Regions from separate parts of the Rattus norvegicus genome. Here region 1 is linked to region 2. A link is a contact called in public Hi-C data. All regions are on one chromosome and are shown on one strand. The core of a region is the stretch at or near the end of the contact, and the rest is flanking DNA. Distances in the headings are between cores, read along the strand shown. Region 1 overlaps LOC120102311 (a long non-coding RNA gene). Region 2 has its middle 7.6 kb from the start of Tmsb10.

The links. Hi-C and Micro-C count contacts between places; a contact is called where the count stands out from the background.
Region 1: a contact with region 2 is called in a Hi-C map of the A7r5 cell line, with 6 times the contacts expected there. The contact joins two enhancer-like sites. A contact is called at or near these places in 9 of 12 Hi-C or Micro-C datasets (the A7r5 cell line, frontal cortex, hepatocytes and 5 more) and 1 of 1 datasets of contacts at active chromatin or transcription factors (oligodendrocytes).

What each region holds. Positions count from the first base shown.
Region 1 is chr4:106,847,505-106,851,371 of GRCr8, forward strand. It overlaps LOC120102311 (a long non-coding RNA gene), which reads left to right. Exons shown (of 3, transcript XR_010065833.1): 2 at 1-172; 3 at 2,332-3,867. Among named protein-coding and RNA genes, the nearest start is that of Dnah6, 7.1 kb to the left of the region's middle. Within about 2 kb of position 2,132, at least 12 of the 93 cell types and tissues checked have an H3K27ac peak or open chromatin away from gene starts, as enhancers often do. A contact at or near this core is called in the A7r5 cell line, where this site is marked.
Region 2 is chr4:106,559,799-106,563,370 of GRCr8, forward strand. No RefSeq gene overlaps it. Among named protein-coding and RNA genes, the nearest start is that of Tmsb10, 7.6 kb to the right of the region's middle. Within about 2 kb of position 1,598, at least 18 of the 93 cell types and tissues checked have an H3K27ac peak or open chromatin away from gene starts, as enhancers often do. A contact at or near this core is called in the A7r5 cell line, where this site is marked.

The DNA of each region.
Region 1 (3,867 bases), core at 882-3,381, 290 kb after region 2:
ACTCTAAGAAGAAGCATGGTTCTTCCCTGTTTGTTATGTCACAACGTATCCTGCCCTGCCACTGTCCTGCTCCTGCCCTGCCACCGCGGCTCGCTCTCTTCTGACTGACCACCCACACCTCCGGGCATCCTCGCATGGCAACGTCGTTCCTTAAAACGAAGACGCTCCCCAGGTGAGTCCTCTGAAATGCCAGTCTCAGCATTTCACTCCATCACCCATCTGTGGGCCTAGGGCTGCTGTGCGTGTCAATGGCACTCCATTCTGGCTTCCTTCAGGTCATTTGACCTACGTGAGCAGCTACCCCACCTTTGGGTGGCCATTTCCTATAGATCAGAGTTTCTCAACCTGTGTGTCATGTCTCCCTTGGAGGTCAGTCACATATCATATATTTACATTATAATTTCTTTCTTTCTTTCTTCCTTTCTTTCTTTCTTTCTTTCTTTCTTTCTTTCTTTCTTTCTTTCTGGTTTTATGACACAGTGTTTGTCTATGTAGCCCCTTTGGCTGCCCTGGAACTCATAGCAAAATTACAGCTATGAAGTAGCAATGAAATAATTTTATGGTTGGGGGTCACCTCAACATGAATAACTGTATTCATGGGTCACAGCACTAGAAAGGTTGAGGGCCACTGGTGTAGGGTCTTTCAGAGATGTTCAATGCCAGCTCTTTTACAGTCCTCTTTACTTTGGAATTGAAATCACCTAAATTTGGCAAAAACTTTATGCCTACAGAATATACAGTGTTTCAGAGATAATGTTGCAATATTGGTTGATTTTGAAAGCTGTATCATGGAGTTTGAGAGATTGCTAAGCAGTGAAGAGCATTTAGAAGACAGGGGTTCACATCCCAGTACCTACACAGCAGTTCAAAACCACCTGTAACTCCAGTACTAGGAGATCTAACTCATTTTCTGGCCTACAAGGGCAGCAGATGTTCATCTGCTTTTAAAACCATTTGATCAAAGGCACAAGGGTATTTATGTAAGGAATTTGTTCCAAGCCTTTTACAGAGGGTGTGTTCAAATAAAATATAATATAGATTGATATAACCAATAAGGTAATGAGGTGATGCTATCTGTATTAAATGGATAGTGTGTTAAATACAATTAATGAAACAGTCACAGATATACATTACCCCATTTTGTTAAAAAGAATGCTATACTGTCTATACAAACATATAAAACACAGTCTATCTAAGTATAGCATCTAGTTTATTCAAACAGTATAGTATAGAATCCATACATATACATGTCTTGTCCATATGTAGCACAGAGCACAGGTCAGCTAACTATATCCTAGGTTGAATTCAGATTGCTACCTGGTTTTATAAATAAAGTTTTATTGGGTCAGTATGCCACTTTGTTTCATGTCTGTTCACAACTGGTTTTGTCTTCATCAGCAAAGGGCCCTGATGCATATTTGTTGAATAGGTTCTGATCATTAAGCTCCTTCAGAACCACTGAGACCAACAAGACCTTCACAGATTTGGTTTTGTGTGTGTGTGTGTGTGTGTGTGTGTGTGTGTGTGTGTGTGTGTGTGTGTTCTGTCAGAGCATAGCCCCTGGGAAGCTCTAGCAAGCTAGACTTGACCATCCATCCTTGATAGGTCACTTAAATGAACAAGTAATGGTAAAAAGCAGAAAGGTGAATTTTACTCAACGTAACTGCACTGGATAGAGGAGAGAAAGAAGTCCAGGACTCCTCAAGTCCATATTCAAGGTTCCGACACGACGCTTGGCTTTCAATAGGAAGTAAGAGGTGTGTATAACTAAGCATTCCTGGCCAAGGTGTGATTCCGCCACTACTGTCTGGGCTCCCGGCTCTCCTGAGTGGCAGTCTAAGTCTGAACCAAATGAAAACTCTTTCTGGGAGACAGGCTCCCTCTCTGGCTAGCTCCAGCCTTTCCTTCTTCCAGCATTAGATTCCGTGGGAAATTCCAATTTTCTGGGGGGCACTTGTCTAAATACTCTGATAGGCAAAGAAGACTAAAAGCAAGTGTCTCTTCAGAATATTCTCACCCCTGCTGAGGTGGTTACATACAGAACAGTTTCCTTTTGGTACACACCTCTCCTGTCTACTCAGTGTTTTGTCAACTGTGTTTACAGTGAAAGAAAACCCCTCCTTTCTTGCCACGGGAAAGGCAAACAGCCACATAGACCTAGGAGGTTGCCAAGTTTTGTGGACAATAAAAGGGCAAGCTAGTTAGCTATTAACCAGAAGACAACATAATTTTGCTCCATTTTGACCTTGATGCCTCTCTTTGCAGAAGGCTTTTTCCCTGACATTTCTGCCCCTGGAGGTAAAGCAGATTTCCCCTTCCTTTCTCTAACAGGATCCAGGCAGCAGTGGTTGGAGTCTGGGCATTTGGATCCCGGCAGCTTGAGCTAGAAGCTACAAGCCACGTGGCAGTCAGCCGATCTGGGCTGGGAGGGGCTGGAGGGGAAATCAAAAACCTGATGATTAATCTCGGCACCATGCTCTTTACTGGTGGCCTCTTAAAGCACTGGCATCCTTATTATTTTATATGCAATGACACAGAATTGTGGAAATATTAAGAACTTTCGGACAGCTTGAGGAACATAAGGGTTGTATGAAGACTAATGGGGAAGAAAGAGGTAATTTGCGGTAAAGAGAGGGGGTAACTGCCATTTATTACAGTGAAGAAATTCCCACTTTCTCCAAAGTTGGTAGTGTTAAAAAATCACCGTTTTAACTTAACAAACAAACAAAACAAAAATTAATTTGAAACAAGGTCTGACCATATATCCTAGGATGGCTTGGGATTTATCTCAGACTGGCTTTGAATCCTTGACCTTCCTGCCTCAGCATCCCAAGGGCTGGTTGTCTGGCCCCAAAAGAACTCAGGGCAAATGCCTAACCACGGTGCCAATTAGCATACCAAAGCCAGCTTCACTCGGTAAGTTTGGCTTCTCCCGCCTCTTCTGACCCTGCCCCTTGGCTTCTCCCAGCTCTTCTGACCCCGCCCCCTACCCTAAACCTTTCCAGCCCAGGGGCTCGCTTCTGCATCTTCTCCTTCCTTTATAACCCTTCCATTTCAGCTCTGCATCATCTTGGTTCTCTGCTCTGACTCCTTCCTCTCTTGGTCCTCTCTCTCACTCTCCTTTGCCCTCTCTCTCCTCTTCTTTTCTCGCTCTCCCTTCTTATCTCTCCCTTCATAGCCAGTTCAGTCTATGTTTTCTCTCCTTGCTCTGGACTCTTCCAGATGCCTCTGTCTGTACTGTTCTTTCTCTCTCTCTCTCTCTCTCTCTCTCTCTCTCTCTCTCTCTCTCTCTCTCTCATCTACATTCAAACTAGGAAAAGAAAGACTCTACATTGCAAGAGAGGAAATGGGCAGAGAGAAAACGGGCAGAGTTCACTAGCCCAAACCGCTCCACCTAATGAAGAATTGGACTTTTATGTAACTATCTCCTGCTTTGGAGCTCATTTGCATAGTGTGGGCTTTTCTGAGTATGCACTGTCTGTTTTATGTAGTTCTGCATATAACGTCATTAATCACGTCTCGTTAGCCACTTAAAGTTCCACCAAGCTTTGTGTGTTTTAGTATCACGGTGAGGCATAGGCCACCCTCAGCTGCTCTGCGACGCCTTTGCCAATGGTTTCGGCCAGTTTTAACCAGGTGTGTGTGTGTGTGTGTGTGTGTGTGTGTGTGTGTGTGTGTAAGAGACAAACAGATAAGGGGGAGGGGTTCTTCCTATATAACTCAGGCTGCCCTTAAACTCATAATCTTCCTGCCTCATTTTCCCAAGTTCTGGAGTTACAGATATGCAGCACCACTCCTGATATGTGAGTGAAGATTTAAACAGGATGAACGGCATGGCAAACACTTTCAAGTTTTTGTTTCCATCTC
Region 2 (3,572 bases), core at 348-2,847:
GAGCTGGGGACCGAACCCAGGGCCTTGCGCTTGCTAGGCAAGTGCTCTATCACTGAGCTAAATCCCCAACCCCAGGCAACTCTTATAAGAACATTTAATTGGGGCTGACTTACAGGTTCAGAGATTCAGTCCATCATCATCAAGACGGGAACATGGCAGCATCCAGGCAGGCATGGTACAGGAAGAACTGAGAGTTCTACATGTTCATCTGAAGGCTGCTAGCAGAACACTGGCTTCCAGGATGAAGGTCTTAAAGCCCACACCCACAGTGACACACCTACTCCAACAAGAATACACCTACTGCAACAGGGCTATACCTTCTAATAATGCCACTCTCTGGGCTAAGCATATAGAAACCATCACAGAGGGCTGGAAAGCCCTAGGGAAGAGAGAAGAGAGGAGAGCAAGAGAGGGTGTGGAGGCAGAAAGAGAGACAGAGAGACAGAGAGACAGAGAGACAGAGAGACAGAGACAGATCCATAGGTTTTTCTTCTGGTTTGCTCTCTTTGGCCTCTCAGCTGTTTGGATGGTGCCCACCACCATAGAGAGAAGCTATTTCCAGCTCAACCCCCCCATGCCCATGTTCATGTCCTCTGGAAGAACACTTAAGGACACACCCAGAACTAATGCTTTGAGGTTCCAGCCAGGCTGACACCCAAGATTAATCATCATGAGAGACATATGTCCTTTTCTAGCTACTGAAACAAATCTTGAGGTACTGAAGTTATTGTTTTCTTGCAGCTTTGAAAGGAATCATCTGTGGAACCATCTGGGCCTGGCGCTCTTCTATGTGCTTACACAGTGTGCGAGCCTGCTTGTGTGTAGGTGGAGAGAGTCATGCAGATTTATGGATTTTCTTTTCTGTTTTTCCTCTGTATCCTAGGCTGGGTTTACGCTGAGGATGACCTCAAACTTCTGATTGTCTTGCACATGTGCCAACATGTCTGGCTTATGCCGCTCTGGGGAGAGGATTTAGGGCTTCCTGTGTGCTAAGCAAGCACCCTACAAACTGAGGTGCATTTCCAGCTGTCACCCACAATCCCCAAATTCTCTTTTGTCTTATTTCTGTCGTCGTGAACTGTGCTCTTTACAAATGTCTCCGGGACCGTGAAGATGGCTCAGGAGGGCAAGGCATTTGCTGTGGCTGAGCCTGGTGGTCTGAACTGGATCCCCTGGAACCGCATGGGAAGGCCGGAACCAGCTGCACAAAGTTGTTCTCTAACTTCCACACAAGTGTTTTACATACACACACACACACACACACACACACACACACACACACACACACACACGAAATAAATAAATAAATATATGAATAAATAAATAAATAAAGGTATATTAAGGTTTAGAATGTTTCTTGTTTAGTCCTATTTTAAAATAGCTTTCCTTAAATTATATTTTCTCGGATTTTTTTTTGTACTACTTAGAATTGGGCCGAGCTACACATATCAGAAAACTCAAGGGGTGAAATCCTAAGAGCTTGTTTCTATCCTACTGGAAGAAGTCTGAGAGCAGCACCTGAGGTCTGGCTGAGTGGCTCTGAGGCAGCTTCCTGCTTTTGGGCTCAGTAGACACTCTGCCCTTGGGAGCAGTCCTTTCCTGGCCCCAGTGTTGGTAGGAGTTGATTTCTGCATTCCTGTGCTCTCTGTGTGGACTAGGCCTGATGCAGACGAATCTGGAGTCTATAAGGTGAAAAAAGGGAAGTACCCCTTCAACACTGTGGTACTTTGTGTCTACTCGGGTACAGTCTGCCCAGTTATGTGGTCCCACACAGTCTAGAGCTGCTGCAGAAGTGTTTTGGTGATATGAGTCACAAAATTAGCCTGTGGGAAGATAGCATCCTGTTAGTTGAAGGCCTTAAAAGCAAAAAGTAATTTCCCCAAGAAAGAATTCTATCTGAAGACTATAATAAGGGGCTAATATGTGCATTGTTAGACTGCCTGCCTAGCATGCACACATATCCCCAGCACCATATAAATTTGGTATAGATGATAGGTGTACACATCTGTAATCTCAGAACTTGTGGAGGCAGGAGGATCAGTTCAGTGTCATCCTCAGCTAAATAGCAAGTTTGAGGCCAGCCTTGGCTACTTTAAAATATATACACATACTCTCTCTGTCTCTCTCTCTGACTGTCTCTCTCTGTCTCTCTACCTCTCTGTCTTTCTCTCTGTCTCTCTCTTTCTATCTCTCTGTCTCTCTGTCTCTTTCTGTCTCTCTGTCTCTTTCTATCTCTCTGTCTCTCTGATTCTCTGTCTCTCTGTCTCTCTCTCTCTGTGTGTAGGTGAAGGTGCTCACGGAAGTCAGAAGAGATTATTGGAACCCTTGGACTTGTGGTTATAGGTGGATGAGCCACCCTCTGTGAGTACTAGAGACTGAACTTGGGTTCCCTGGATAAGCTGAGCCATCTCTCTAGCTCTGAATTTTAAAGAAAATCCCCTTGTTTATATGTGTATGTGCACACGCTGTGTGGAGGCCAGAGAACAACTTGATGGAGTCAGTTGTCTCCTTCCACTCTGTGGGTTCCCGGGATTCTCTCCAGTTGCCAGGTGTGTCAAGCTTGGGAGCAGTGCCTTTACCAGCAGAACCTCTTTCTGATCAATAGACACGTACTTACCAGTGAGCCTCCACTGCAGGCCTTTCTCTTGTTCAGGTCTGCATTGCTTCTGATGTTAGACTTCTCTGATTCCTGATAACGAGTATTAGAATCATTTTGACTATAACAGAAACCCAACTACAGATTTTTTAAATATGAGAAAATTTATTTGTTTTTCTTATGTTTTCGTTTATATGGTTGCAAATGTGTGTGAGTGCATGTGGAGGCCTGAGATTGAATTGGGGAGTCTTCCTCAGTCCCTCTCTACCTTATCCACTGAGGAAAGCTGTCTTGCTGAACCCAGAGCTCACACTGCCCACAAGGCTAGTCTGGGTGGCCAGTTTGTGCAAGGGATTCTGTGTCTCACCTTCTGGGTACAGCATTGGAACCCTGTTCCTCAAGCTCATAGGGCAGAACTCTAACTGCCAAGCCATCTTAATAGATACAGGGAAATTTATATTTCACACAACAGGAAGTTCAAAGACGAAGCCCTTTGAGGATGCTCTATGGCTCCAGGGCTCAGCCAGTCCTTACCTTTCTCTGTTTTCATGGTCCATCTTTGTTCAGCTCAATTTCCTTTAATGGCTTCAAGATGACCGTCTTGGTCAAACATCACATCCTTCAGCAGTGGTGTTTGTATGTTTTCATTTCGTACAGTTTCCCTTCCAGAAGCTTTCAAGCAGGTTCCTCCGTGGCTCCTGGGCCAGAGCCACAGTCCAAACTTACTCTGGGCAGCTGCAGTCGCTAGCCCTCAGGGACCAAAACGCCTTAATCTTTAAATATTTGATGACACTTCTTGTTTCTGAAATAAACATTAAGAATAACTATAATTTAGTTCCTCCTCCATATACTGTAAAAACACAAATCAACATGATCCCAACTGGCATATAAAGGTGAAATAAAGAAAGATAATCTTTAGAAAACATTTTTTTTAAAGACAAGGTCTCATTTACTCAGGATGCTCTCCCACTCACGA